Regions from separate parts of the Mus musculus genome. Here all the other regions are linked to region 1. Evidence: chromatin contacts called from public promoter capture Hi-C data. All regions are on one chromosome and are shown on one strand. Each heading gives the region's core, a stretch centred on a gene start, on an enhancer-like site or on the middle of the called end of the contact. The rest is flanking DNA. Distances are from core to core; before and after follow the strand shown. Region 1 holds the start of Nckipsd (NCK interacting protein with SH3 domain). Region 2 holds the start of Glyctk (glycerate kinase). Region 3 holds the start of Dusp7 (dual specificity phosphatase 7). Region 4 holds the start of Tex264 (testis expressed gene 264). Region 5 holds the start of Rad54l2 (RAD54 like 2 (S. cerevisiae)).

Region 1 (2,737 bases), core at 162-2,661:
TCTTGTCTTGGCTGAGCCTTCTGGCAGCTCCCCACATCCCACTGGGCCTACCTCCACCATGCCTAAAAATAGATTAGCGAAGTCTAGGTGTAGTCTGGCTCATCTAAGTACTCAGGCAGAGGGAGTTGGATTGCTGTTAGTTTCAGGCCAGTTGGTGCTGCTAGTGTGACCTTGTCTTTAGGGGGAAAAAGCCAGGTGTGGTGGCACCTGCCCTAAGTCCCAGCATTTGGGAGGCAAAGGCAGATGGATCATTGGATTTAAGGCCAGCCTGGTCTACATGGTTCCAGAACAGCCAAAACTACACAGTGAGACCTTGCCTTGGAACATTGTCTGATGGTGTGTATATCCTGTGCTCCTTAGATTAGTGGAGAGTATGCAAGGATCCTTTAGGCCTTCTTCACTACGACCGAGGGATGCCAAGGATTTCAAAGATGTGGATGGCTAGGCTGAATATTAAACTGAAGGTCAGGGATGCTTTTTCTTTCTTTGAGACGGATTCTTACTATGAAGCCCAGGCTGGTCTTGATCTTGGCTTTCTACAGCTCTGCCTCCTGGATGCTGGGATCATGCCACCATTCAGAACTCAAAACATGCTTTTTAAACCTCATGTGTTCAGTCCCTACCCTATCAGCCTTCTGCCCTAACCATTTTTTTTCCCCAGTGCCATTTGTGATGTTGGGGCAGGACAGGGTTGGTAACAGACAGCCTTTTAAAACAGGAGATGCATGTATACACGCAGTTTGATTCGTTATGAGTAAATATGACCTTAGGTCATAGACTTAAATCCTTTTGTAACAACAAAAATGGCAAAAGGATAGTCATTGACAAGTTGGGGCGTGGTCCAGAAGGGAGTGTTCAAATAGAACAGATGCAAGACTCAAGATAGGAAAGAAGCCAGTATATATGAAGGGAGTGTATATGTGGTGGGTAGCAAAGATGCATTCTGGACAGTACAACCTGGTTTTGTCCCTTGCCCTCCACACTTGTCCACCACCTCAGCGACAGAGTAGGGACTTTGTACTAAGGCACTGTGAGGCCTAGATGCGCTGGGGAGACCCCTCCCCAGAAAGAACTTCCAAATGTCTGATCAGGATTCCTCAAAGCAAAACACCATATCCCCGTCCCCAGGGACGCACTGGCTATAAGCATCCTTCATCAGGAGGTGGGAAGGAACGCAGCGCTTGCACCTGAGCTGGGAAAGGAGGAGGAAAGCCAGGGAGAGGGAGTTAGGACCCTAAGTCAGCTGACTGGAGTCTGAGGCCTGAAGGAACTGGAGACTCCCACCCCGCCCCGCCAAACCTCTCTCGGCCGCGAGGGGGCGCGGCGCTCCAATACTGGAGCCGACTCGCTCCTGGGGCGGGGTTCCGGCGGTCGCGCATGCGCACGCGCGGCGTGTCACGGGGCGGGGCGGGGCAAGCGCCGGGCGGCGCGGCACTCAGGGCCTGGCTTCCCGGCACCGCAACCTTCGTCGCGTACCCAGCCCCGGCGCTTCGCGGCCCGGCCCGGCCCGGCCTCATGTACCGCGCGCTGTATGCGTTCCGCTCCGCGGAGCCGAACGCCATGGCGTTCGCTGCAGGCGAGACCTTCCTGGTGCTGGAGCGCAGCAGCACGCACTGGTGGTTAGCAGCACGGGCGCGCAGTGGCGAGACCGGGTACGTGCCGCCTGCCTACCTGCATCGCCTGCAGGTGAGTGTGTCCCTCCGTCCCAGGCCTCTCGACCGAACCCCTTCACCAGCACGCAGAACCGATCCAGGAAGCTCAGTCAGATTCTTCGGGACTTCTACCAGACAAGGAGGTTGAGACTCTGACCTTAAGTCCCAAGAGCCGTAAGGACTGAGACCCCTCCGGAAGGGCCGTCAACACCCACCCGAGACTAGGCCTTTGACATTTAACCGCAGGCCCGTGAAAAGCTTAATTCTGGAACAGGGACTCTCTGTCATCGATAATCAGAGCCTCCATCTGCATTGAATTCTCGAGCTGGATCCAGAGACTTCCAGTCCATTCATTATCCAAGTCCCTTAGACCTCCAAACCCTATTCGTTCCCCTTTCCTGAATCCCTAGGATGCCCATCTCCCATCAATCTGTAGCCTCCACCTTTAACTGTAAAGATCACCGTGCCCACCACTGACTGTGCCACCTCATACACCACCTGTTTCCTCAACCACCCTCCAGGTTCTTAGTCCCCACCCCACCCACACACTTGGACCCCAGAGCCACAGGCATTCCTGTCCCTTATGCGAGTCCCAATTCCTGTAGTATCTCTGTATCCCGAACCCGCCCACCTATCAAGCTCTCCCCAAGGACAATTCCCCAACCCTTCAGGAACCAAGGCCCCTGGCCCCTGCTGATAGACAAGGTTCCCTGGCACAGCCCCCACTTCTCCCAAGCCTCCACTCCTGACTTCTCTGGTTTCCTTCCTCTGAAATCTGGGCGCTCCATCCTGGAATGGGAGCTGTCCACACTGTGAGGAAGTGAGCCTCCTTCATGGTTTCCCGTTCTGAAGATGGCCTGGTCCCCTTCCAGTGGAGCCTGCTCCAGTTCCTGTTTGCTCAAGAGTAGTCCTGCTGCAGTGTCTCCAGCTAGCCTATTCTGACTGCAGGAGGAAGGGGACCCAGGGCAGTCTGGGCTATTCCAGACTCATAGTCCCTAGCTATGGAAACATCCTGTCCCAGCCCAGTTAAGGACAGAAATACTGTGATAAATTTGGAAATGTCATCTGGTCTTGCTAAAGACGAG
Region 2 (2,737 bases), core at 67-2,566, 2.7 Mb before region 1:
AATTTAACTAAGAAAGAGCAAGAAAAAACAGCAAATAAGCAAGAAGAGAGATCCATGGGGTCTGGAAACTCAGCTTCAGGAGCACGAATGACACCGCTGCAGACAGCAATGTCTTCCAAAGGTTCTGATGTGTGTCAGTGTTAGTACCCAGCTGTGCCTTCACCATTACAGATGTTCAACAGGGTGAACTTCCAGCTGAGGAGAGGTGACCAACCTGACACCACTCACTAGGTACCCTCCAGGTTCCTCACTGTCTGCCATGGTCCTGACTTCACCCTGTGACCATATGGTACTCGGGGCACCCCTGTCGGCTGGTCCCACACCTGAGATGAGCACCAGCAGCAGGTCATCTGCAGTGAGCCCCTCTGCCAGCTGCTGGATGGTCAGCGCGGCCCGGAGTGCATCCCGATCCGGTAAGTTGTCCTCGGCGCCCTCGAACACCTGGATGCGGCTGTGTGGCTTCAGCAGCATCTCTCTGAGAAGGGAGAAGGGATGGGGGTGGGCTCCTCTCCTCCGACCTGACTTCTCAGCTGTACAGGTGAAAGCGGCCCACTGATAACCCATTTAGAAACCAGGCCAGACCCAGGAGATAGGGAGATCAAAGAGGAAGGGAGGTGTTCTTCCAAAGGACAGTAGAGGGCGTCCCCCTGCGCCCATAGACTCTTACTTCTTTCCAGCATGTTCCATAGCGGCTCGGATCCCCTTGGGTACGCTGATCACACCCTGCACAAGATGCTGAGCCAGCAGCTCCTCGGCAGCAGCTGCCATGCCCAGTACGGCCTTGCCGAAGCCCACTAGGTAGAGGTTTTCCCGCAGCTGGAAAGTCCGGTCCCGCACCTTCAGCTGTCTGCCACTAGGATCCAGGGACAGTGTCCTCTGCAGCATGGGGCCTGGCTGCACAGCACCCACTGCACTATCAAACAGCTGCCGTGCCTGTTCTGCCAAAGCCATACCACTGGTCATCCGGGCCACTGGGGGCCCCCAGAGGAGTGGACGGGATGGGGCTCGGAGGAGACAGGGCAAGACCTGTAGGGCCGCAGCCATGCCCCGCTTCTCTCAGCACAGCCTCGTGTCCATAGCTGCCTAGAGAGGGAGGAGAAGGAGTGAGGCCACGGACAGAACCCCACCATCCATCATGGCCACCCCTCCGAGGGCTCAGGACTGGCGGACTCCATAACCTGAAATGAAACCTGGAGAAGTCATGAAGCCTGCAGCAAACCTGATCTTACACCAGCCCTGAAAGCCCAGCCCTGATGCCCAGCCACGTCCTCTTCTGTAGACCACACACCAGTCTTCTGGACACTCTGCTCCAAGTCCAAAGTTCCTGTTAAGTGGACCTTCCTCCTAGGTCACCTCCTTTGCCTAGAAGTTAATCATTCATGAAGGACGCCGTTCCTACCAGCAGGCCCCTGGGCCATTCTTCTTCCACATCCTGTACTTCCAAAGCCCTCACACCACGGCAGTGCCCCCTTTCTGGCATTTATGCCTTAGACGTTCCTTTACCACTTCTACTGCCAAGAAAAAAAAAAAAAAAGGCTATTGGTTGTCTAGCCAACTGACCCGGAGTCCATTGACCTCTAGCCTGCTCTGTTAGCTCATACAACCAGTCTGGCAAAGCTGGGTCCATGTGGAAAGGCTGCAGATTTACCAGTGCACACAGCCTAAGGAAGCTCAGGACTCAGGCTAGTTCAGCAAGTGGTCCAGGCACGAATCAAGAGTAACCACAAATCTCACTCAAGGTCAGACCTTCAGCAAGTCCCCAGGTTATAAGCAAAAGGACATGTGCTATGGGGCTCAATCTATAGGACAAGACCAGACACCCTTGTCCCCATACAGCTGGTCATGATCAGCCTTGCCAGGAACATCCCTTTCTGGCTCCATGATAGCAAAAAACAAGTCCTGAGTTACACCCTTCACAACAAAAACAGCCCAGTGCTAGAGCAGGCAAAGGCCGGGTTCCAGTAATGAAGCCCAAACAATCATTTTCTCCACTGGGCAGAGTGAAGGACAGAAAGGTCTTGGGGTAAAGGTCGGGAAGCTACAGCGTAACTATACAGGAACAATAAAAGACTCAGCTGCAAAAAGATATCTAAGTTTAGGGACAGGAGGGTACTGAAGACTGTGCCCGGGCTGTCCATGTAACGAGCGAGCATGCGCTCTACCACTGAGCTACATTCAAGCCCCTAAAAAGGTAGAAAGACAACTGTATCCGTAAGCATGGGTGGAAGAGGGCGGAGTCTAGGGATGGGGTTCTAGCTTTTTTTAAAGCGTGTATTAGTATATCTTTTCTCACACTGAGCTCATTTGCAAGATGTGGGACACAATGAAGCCTAACTCTCACTTTTCAAGGGAACTTGAAAGTGTAGTCCTGTGGGAGAGACCTTCCCTAGCATGCATAAAGTCATCCAGTTCTCCATAGTGCTTGGGAGACTGACGCTCGTATTTTCCTGACACCTAGGGCTTTCTGATTCTCTGTACAAGCTGACAGAGAAAACTCCAGGTAACAGTTTATCCCACTCCTAAACAACGTAGCGCCTGCCAAACCTCCGCCATTTAGCCTTGTAGTTCCCAGCTAGCTTTCCCAGAAACTACTGTTTGTAAAAAGGAATACACAGGGCACTGCCGCGGGACGCCTGCAAACATGTTCAGTTTTCATGTATGGGATTCCCCGGGCTTGGTACTAAACACATCTTAGCATCCAAAACATAAAGCTCAGTCCTAGGTGAATTTTGTATCT
Region 3 (2,737 bases), core at 94-2,593, 2.4 Mb before region 1:
TCACAAAAGGGTCAGCTCTTTATATCTACAACCCCTCCTGACAAGACCCTCCCTGGCTGCCCTACTGTGGCCTTTCTCTAAGCGAATGTAGAAGAGGGCTCCTGCGGCTGAGAAAAAAAGGGAGGGGGGAGAACATTTAATTGGGAGATGGAGATTGAAACTGTAGCCCGATCGGACACCCCTGACACCGCAATCCCGGGTTAGGGTCAAGTTGGCTCAGAGATGACTAGCCCGGGACGGAGTGAGGGACTAAGCCTCAAGTTGGGATCCCCAGCCTGTTAAGAGAATGCACTCGGGGCTTGGGAGGAACAGCTCCCTCCAAGGAAAGACCGCCTTGGTCTGGTCAAAACCTTGCGGTCGGTCCTGCCGCTTTGTTTGAGCCCTACCTGCAGAGCCACGTACCTCCTGAGCCCCACCCGCCTGAGAGCCCGAACAGCACGCTGGACGAGGCCCCGCCCACTTCCAGCTGGGTGGACCCGCCGCGGGACCCGCCTCCTTTCCCCGCAGCCTCTTTCGGCGGCGATTGACTATCTGCCGAGCGCGTGCCCGCCTACCGCGAAACTTGATTGGTGCCTGGAGAGAGAGGTAGGCGAAGGGAAGCTGATTATGGAGCGCTCCCTCCCTCCTACCCGCCCCAATAGGAAAGTCACGTGGCGCTTCACTCCGGGCCAGTCACCACCGCACTTGTAAAAGCTTTCTTAAAGAGCTCGCGTTCCCTTACCCAGGGTTGGTCCTTTCAGAATTCCTCCACTTCTGCCTGCGATTTGCGAGAGCGGTCCTTGAACACCCCCCCCCCAACCCAAGTCACCTATTCCCTCAGCAGACCCTCCAACTCAGGTCTGGAACCTATGGCCATCAAGGGTTGGGATGATGCGGTCATCTGAAACTAAGACCGCCTAACACAGAGCACGACACGTAGTAGGAATTCAGTTTCCATTTGTTGAATGAACGCTATCAGAGAATGAATGAGGATAACAGACAAGAGGAGGGAAGACTGGCTCTGGGTGACCGCCCCCTGCCCCCAATCCTGAAGAAATTCTGCTTCTGTAAATGTTAGGTGGGGTCCCAGTGCAGCCTTTCTGCAAGGCACAGATGTAGGCGCTCAGCCAGAGATCTGCGAGGCCGCCTTGGCTCGCCCCTGGGCAGGTGGTAGCCAGGTCCCGGCTAGGCGGGCCCGTAGGAGCCGGCCGAGGGCGCTCCCGCGCCGCTTGCGGGGGAGGGGCTGCGGAGGCGCGGTGCCTTTAAGCCCAGGCGCCGGCCTCACGGCCCCGCCTCCCGGAGGACGCCCGGGCGCGCGGCCGCCGGAGCCGCGGTTTAATTGGGGCTGTCAGGCCGCGGCACGCGCGGAGGGCCGGCCGGGCGGGACTGAGGCCGGAGGCTGGGAGGCCGGGGCGGCGGGCGCGCGGCTCGGCGGGAGGCGGGCGCCCGGAGACGCGGCTGGGGCCAGCGCGGCCGGGGCGCCGTCCCAGGGCTGGGTTGCCCGGCCCCGGCCCCGGCCCCGGGATCCCCATGAAAAACCAGCTCCGCGGGCCCCCAGTGCGGGCGCACATGTCGACTTCGGGGGCGGCGGCGGCGGCGGCGGCTGGGGGCACTCGGGCGGGGTCGGAGCCCGGTGCGGGATCTGGGTCCGGCGCAGGCATCGGAGCGGGAGCGACGACGGGAGCGGGGGCCATGCCCTGCAAGAGCGCCGAGTGGCTGCAGGAGGAGCTGGAGGCGCGCGGTGGCGCGTCCCTGCTGCTGCTAGATTGCCGGCCGCACGAGCTCTTCGAATCGTCGCACATTGAGACGGCCATCAACCTGGCCATCCCGGGTCTCATGCTGCGCCGCCTGCGCAAAGGCAACCTGCCCATCCGCTCCATCATTCCCAACCATGCCGACAAGGAGCGCTTCGCCACGCGCTGCAAGGCGGCCACCGTGCTGCTCTACGACGAGGCCACGGCGGAGTGGCAGCCCGAGCCCGGCGCCCCCGCCTCCGTTCTCGGCCTGCTCCTGCAGAAGCTGCGAGACGACGGCTGCCAGGCCTACTACCTCCAAGGTGAGGACAGAACCTAGACCCCAGGCGGTATTGGGGCTGCGCCTCTGCTCCCTGGCGCCCTCGCTGCAGGCTGTTTCCTTTCCACTCGCTTGGCCAGGCCGGGCGCCACGTCGCCCCTGGTCCGAATCCGCCCTTCTGGGAGCCATCCCCTAAGGTGTGGATTTAGCCAGGCACAGGGAACCCGATCTGTGTTCTCTTTCTCAGCACCGTTCAGTGGCTGAAACAAACTTTCCCTTTCCTATTTAATTTTTTTCTCTGTGGATGGGTAGACAACAGCGCACAGGCTCCAGTTGAGCTCGGAGGAAGGGAGAGATCGGTACTGGAACCCAGAAAAGAGCAGGGCCCACAGGAATTTATGTCATTAGGAAGATAGGATCGGGAAGGTACCTTTTTCAGTATCACCCACCCTCCAGTGCATGGGCCCGTTTATGATGGTTTCTCTGGGATCCCACTATGGCCCCTATCAATCAGAATCACGGCTTGGAGGCACTTCTGCAGATGTGTGGGCAGTGGCCCAGGTGTGAGTGTGTGTGTGTGTTGGGGAATGGGGAATGGGCCTCAGTTCGCTGCCCCTGAGTTTATGGAAGGGGGAGACAGGCAGCTTGCCTGCGGGCCAGGGGGTGAGGGGAGCTATTGGCTGCAGCCGGTGTTTCCAATTAACATTCCAAAATGGCCTCTTGCTGGCAGCAGACAGGCTGGGAG
Region 4 (2,737 bases), core at 152-2,651, 2.1 Mb before region 1:
ACATAGGTATTACACTGAGCCACCTGGACCAAAACACAGGCCATGGGAACCCAACAGTCTAACCGCCGTTCACTGACAGTTTTTCCCTCCTCTGGTTTCCAAAAAGGCACTTCATCTTTTGGCCCTCGCTTATCTCAAGGCTAGAAGCTCTCAATATCTAGGCCATAGCCTGTCTTGGGAGTGACAAGCACTGCCACACACTTCTGTTTAAGGGAACTTAGCTCCCAACCTGTCTCTTCCTTCCACTTCGCAAACTGTTCAGAAAAAGGGGGCTATGTTTCTGCCCATCCCCAGAGCTTTGGTCAGCCAAGGAAGAAGTAAGGCAAATTTCCCCACACCCAATAGAGAAAGGCGAGGACAGGGGATGGGAAGGCTCACCGAAAAAGTCAGGCTCACTTTTAGCAACTCATAGCATCCAGTCCAGCAGGGCTCCAGTACTCCGGCGCTAGGGGGGCAGAAAGGAACAGTCATCCCAGCCCTAGACACAGGCAGTGAGCAAAGCAGGCCCTGAGTAACCCTGTTCCAGGGAAAGCCCACAGAACGGGGACCCGTCTACAAACGCGCCAACCCCACCCTCAGATCGCGCGGGGGGGGGGGGGGAGTCAGGCCAAGTCCAGCTTCACAACGTCATGCCTATGATCTTCACTGGGCCCGACTACCACACTTGGCGCCAACGCAACCCCTGCTGCTGACCTTGGGCAGCGTGTGCCCTCTCTTGGGCCTCAGTTTCCACTAATGTCAGAGGTGCAGGGTAGAGATGACTTCCTTGGCCCGCAAGCGTCGGAGTAGGGACTAGGCGCAGGCTTCCGGAGGCCGCTCACGTGCGCTCTGCGGAGGGCCGGGCCCTTAAAGGGACCTGCGCCGGCGAACTTGGGTGCTAGCAGCCGGGGGGCCTTGGGGTCGCCGCTTCGTGCTGTCGGCTTCCTGCCGCCCCGGCTCGCTTCACGGCCTCCTGCACCTCTGCAACTTCAGACACGCTAAAGTTTGGAGCGGCGACGCGACGCGCGGCCACAGGCAGCGCTGCTGAAAGGTGAGGGCCCCGCCCGTTCCCCTCTAGTCCCACGGACCCCGGACGTTCCCGCACCCAGCACCGAGGCAGGATCCGCGCCGAGAGGTCAGGACCGCCTCCCCGTCGCTTTCAGGCCCGGGAAGCAGGCTGGGCCAGCAGTGAGTCAGACGCGGGGCAGAGGGCGGCTCAGGCCGCGGGGAGCAGGCGGGAGGGGATGAGGGGGAGCCCCGGCAGACACCCCGTCGGGAACGCCTCGCCTCTGGCCCCGCCCTCACCTCAGCGGCGGCCCCACGGACGCGGACGGGCGCCGGAGGAAGATAGGGGCTCAGTCGTGGAGCCTGTGTGCGCTTGCCCCTCGCGCTCGCTCCGCCCCTTTCGCGGCGGGACGTGACCGTGGCTGTGGGCGCGTGCGCTCCAGATTTGGAGGGCGGAGGCCTGCCCCGCCCCGTCTCCTTGGTAACATGCACGCCTCCCCCGCCGCCTCCCCCCCCCCCAGCTGGGTTGGGCCCACAACACACATTCCTGCTTCCAATGAAGGGGAACTCCTGAAGGTGATCAAGCAACAACCAACCAATACCCCAAGGTATCCTGGCCGACAGGGAGGGAAGGGAAGGCGCAGGGGTGAAGGCGGGCTCCAAGCACCGGGAAAGTCAGCCTGTTTGCCTGCTCCAGAAGCCCAGGAAGCCAAAGCGGGACTGAATAGTGTTTGTGCATTTTAGAGAGGATCCGCACAGCAATGTCGGCCTCTTACTAACTGAACCAGTCTTACTCTCGCCACCTTCCCTCAGAACCTTCTCAAGTCTGGCCGCTTGCTCAGGTCTTAACAGCTGAGGAAGCTATGGATAAACAAAAGATGCTCTGAACAATCTCTGGAGAATGCAAATTTAAGTGTCTTCACTCAGCCACCCATCAGGGATTCTCTGAGCATAGGGACGACCATCCCTCCATCCAACCTTTATTATGGAAACACTGAGTGAACCAAATGAAAGCCTTGGCCTCCGGAAGTTCACTCCAGGGAACACCTCTTTTCAAAGCTTCTACTTCACAGCCCTGGCTGTGGTTGCTGGGAGTTTCTACTAAGTTAATATAACTTAGGTAACTCCCAAGTCAAGGGTAAGCTCCTTCAATACAGGTTCAATCTTGAGCTAGGATCTGATGACCTATGAATCTCAAAGCACTGTACTGAGGGCACCTCCTGAGACGCCCAGATCTATGCTGGAAGTGAGGAAGGCCACTATGCTTGTAAACTTGGCTGTTTATAAATCTTGATGCCAGACAGGCTGGGCCAAGGACTATATTAGTACTTCTGACAAGATTGCTTTATGGAAAGTTGATCACCCAAAGAGCATATAAGATGACTTTGGAAAAAGCCAGCAGCCATGGGGTAACATGTGATCTTGAATGTCATCCACAAGACAAATGTCCCAATGCTGTAGACAGGCTGGTAAGAAAAAGCAGCTAGCTACTCAAAAGTCTTCAAAGTAGAGAGGGCAGGAAAGTCATTATAGCTATTTTACCGTGAACATCAAACATGGTAATGATTGGCTGCTTCGGGCAGGTGGGCTGTACACTAGATAGGGTTCTTGAGACACGAAGGGCACATGGCCCAGGTTCAGAGCACATGTTAATTCTGTCTCTCTGAAACTCATTAGCCTGTGTCAGGAAATGACTGTCAGGAGACACTCTTTCTTCATCCTGCTGTCTTGGCTCACTTCCCTTAGCCTGGGT
Region 5 (2,737 bases), core at 167-2,666, 2.0 Mb before region 1:
GGGCTTAGAAGAATTGTACTGAAAGCTCCAAGAATTACAACATACTATGGGGTCTAGGTTTGTGGATCATTACAAACAATAGCCACAGTGCTAAAAACAAAATATGAGTCACAATTCAAAAAAGAGGGCAAAGGGGGAAAAAATGAACAGAGAAAAGCTTTAAAGTCAAATACCATTAAGAAATTTGTTACTTAAATGACTGCCGGCGACAGCCACCACACTGACTTTGGAGTAAGAAGGAAAGGTCCACACTGTCCTCTCCTCTAGAACAAATTCATTAAGCCCCCCCAAATACCCATTCCAGCTTCAAAGTCCAGGCATCAACAGTCAGCCACATCCGCCAGCAAGAGCAGTAATCTAACAGATCTGAGTCACACACTCCCCCGCAGTAAGAGGTCATTCTCTAGCAGGAAGCCCACTCTGCAAAGTGCTCTTGTTCTACTCCCAGACAGCCACCATGACCCACATAAAGCCAATTCTTCGACCCCAGAAGCTGCCGGCCATCTTCTCCCTCCCTCCCCAGCTCGCATCGGCCTTTTCCTAACCCAATGCAGCTAACACTACTCCTGTGACAAGTTTCCTACCTGAGAACCACTCTTAACTCGGATACATCTTAGCCGTGAAGGATCCATCTAGCTCCTAGCTCAACTCTTTTGTGCCCAACTAAGCTCGTGCCTTTCCAGGAACTACTCACCAATTACCTCAGAGAAGCTAAACTCTCCATGCCTCTTCTCCCCAAACCCGACTCAGCCTAACAAATTCTCAGACGGCCCGAGGGAGTTCAGAGACCCACACCTATGTCCACTAGGGACCAAGCCACAGGGGTCCCTAAAATTCGAACCACAATCCCTCTCCCTCAAACCACGGCACGGTTTGCCGGTGTTATAATATAACATCAGGAGCGCATAGCCACTGTAGTTCAGTCTCGGTAATTACGACTGCCTTCCTTGACAACGAAATCCCAAAATATCAAGCCACTGAAGTCCCGGGTGGATGCCAAGACCCCCTCCAAGCCTACAGTCACTGGAGTTTCCCAGGTCGGACGCAGCTCCCCCCAAGGCCCAAGCCGCCAGGAGTAGCTTGCTACCCCAGGCTGCTGCACGCCGGGGACTCTGGCCGCGTCCCCATTGTTGCGGGTCCCAGCGGCCCCGGCAGGGAGTAAGGGGACCGCAGGGGCTCTCACCTCCCGTGCCACGGATCCGGGCCGCACCGGACCGGGCTGGGCCGTAGGACCTCGCGTTCTGCCGCACCCTCTTGGACAGTGTCTGCGGCGGCGGGAGCCGGAGAAGCGGCTGAGGCGGGAAGCAGCCAGCCAGGCCCGGGCGCCGCAGGCTGGCTCTGGCCGAGGGTCGGTCTTCTCCGGCGGCGGCGCTCTCAGCCTCCGCTCGCGGTCCGCGCCAGAAAGCTTCCCCCTCCCGGCCCTCTCACCCGGCCACCCGGGCGGGAACACAAGCCACCCGCAGCAAAGTTCCGCTGTGAGTCCTGTTGTTCTTTCCCAGGGAAAGACACTAAACGGCGATTCTTGGGTGAGTAAGGTGTATTTACTACAGAGGACCTTTTCATGAATAAGTGAGACTAAAAAAATAAAATAAGAAATAAAACAAAATCGAAAACAAAAACAATCCCATGCTAGAACCTGCCTGGAACTGGTAGAGCCAACTGAATGGATTTTACTAACTACCAAAAACACACACTTATCAGTACAAATGAGCCTGAGCTCCTACACTTCTCAATTTGGTATTACGTCAAAACATACCGGGAACGAGATAGTGCGGATATGAGGTGTAAATTCGTTGAGGGTGCTGTCAAAAGTCAATGCTACTACAGCTGTAGCTTCCAACAAAAGTTGTTCTTCCTTGAATTGATGCATGCCATTGTAATTCTCGGTCTTCCTCCCTTCCTCCCTACCTGTCCGTGGTTCCTGTTGACTGCAGCTGTCTCCAGAAAACTAGCAGAGGCGACGGCCGAGTTGGGAGGGGGGAGTACTGCGGAGGGGGGATCGCACTCAAACGTAGGTTTCTCCCTGAAGTTGGAGATTGTTATGCTCCACTTTCTTATGAGCTGTATTGTTGTCTCTTTCCACTACATTACCTTGGCTCTCCACCCGCAACCCCCACCACCGCCAAAGTGAATATGAGCGAAAGATGAAAATATTGGGTATGTGGGTCTGGTTTTTTTTTTTTTTAAGTTTTTTTTGTTTGTTAGGTTCATTATTGGTTTTTGTTGTTGTTGTTTTGGTTTTTCGAGACAGGGTTTCTCAGAAATCCACCTGCCTCTACCTCTCAAGTTCTTGAATTAAAGGCATGTGGCACCAGTCCAGTTATTAGAACCATCTCTCAAATTACAAAAGTTTAAATATGTACAGATAATAGCCCTATAAATGACCAGAGGGACAAAAATGAGACCAGAGACTCTAAAGGAGCCTTACTTATTATCTCTCTTCACATAAGTGAGCTTATATGAAGAACTTATTTCTCTTTCATAACTGAGCTTGGAGTAACAGGAGCCAACAATGGCTCCCCGCCCTCCCCCACCGCCGTCCCGTTCCCCCCTCCCTCCCCGTGATAGAAGTTTCTTCTATTCTTTCCTCTCAGGAAGCCACTGTTCTGAAACATATAGATGGCTATTGATGGCTCTTCATTCAAATAAACTTAAAAGAGCTGGGCAGTGGTGGCGCACGCCTTTAATCCCAGCACTTGGGAGGCAGAGGCAGGTGGATTTCTGAGTTTGAGGCCAG

Evidence for each region. Promoter capture Hi-C pulls out the DNA fragments that hold promoters and counts their contacts.
Region 2: a contact with region 1 is called in a promoter capture Hi-C map of pre-B cells, with 5 times the contacts expected there. The contact joins the promoter of Glyctk here to the promoter of Nckipsd in region 1.
Region 3: a promoter capture Hi-C map of liver shows a contact between it and region 1, with 4 times the contacts expected there. The contact joins the promoter of Dusp7 here to the promoter of Nckipsd in region 1. A contact is called at or near these places in 2 of 39 promoter capture datasets (liver and pre-B cells).
Region 4: a promoter capture Hi-C map of liver shows a contact between it and region 1, with 4 times the contacts expected there. The contact joins the promoter of Tex264 here to the promoter of Nckipsd in region 1. A contact is called at or near these places in 2 of 39 promoter capture datasets (liver and pre-B cells) and 1 of 9 other capture datasets (liver).
Region 5: a promoter capture Hi-C map of pre-B cells shows a contact between it and region 1, with 3 times the contacts expected there. The contact joins the promoter of Rad54l2 here to the promoter of Nckipsd in region 1. A contact is called at or near these places in 3 of 39 promoter capture datasets (liver, maxillary cranial neural crest and pre-B cells).

Annotation. Positions count from the first base shown.
Region 1 is chr9:108,806,969-108,809,705 of GRCm38.p6, forward strand. It overlaps Nckipsd (NCK interacting protein with SH3 domain), which reads left to right and starts at 1,412. Exons shown (of 13, transcript NM_030729.4): 1 at 1,412-1,686. The coding sequence starts at 1,516.
Region 2 is chr9:106,156,822-106,159,558 of GRCm38.p6, forward strand. Glyctk (glycerate kinase) reads right to left here and starts at 1,317. Exons shown (of 4, transcript NM_174846.4): 1 at 668-1,317; 2 at 324-475. The coding sequence starts at 1,044. It overlaps D030055H07Rik (a long non-coding RNA gene), which reads left to right. Exons shown (of 7, transcript XR_003948237.1): 6 at 172-413.
Region 3 is chr9:106,367,289-106,370,025 of GRCm38.p6, forward strand. Dusp7 (dual specificity phosphatase 7) reads left to right here and starts at 1,344. Exons shown (of 3, transcript NM_153459.4): 1 at 1,344-2,035. The coding sequence starts at 1,510.
Region 4 is chr9:106,684,551-106,687,287 of GRCm38.p6, forward strand. Tex264 (testis expressed gene 264) reads right to left here and starts at 1,402. Exons shown (of 6, transcript NM_001081654.2): 1 at 1,285-1,402; 2 at 379-445.
Region 5 is chr9:106,787,797-106,790,533 of GRCm38.p6, forward strand. Rad54l2 (RAD54 like 2 (S. cerevisiae)) reads right to left here and starts at 1,417. Exons shown (of 22, transcript NM_030730.2): 1 at 1,184-1,417.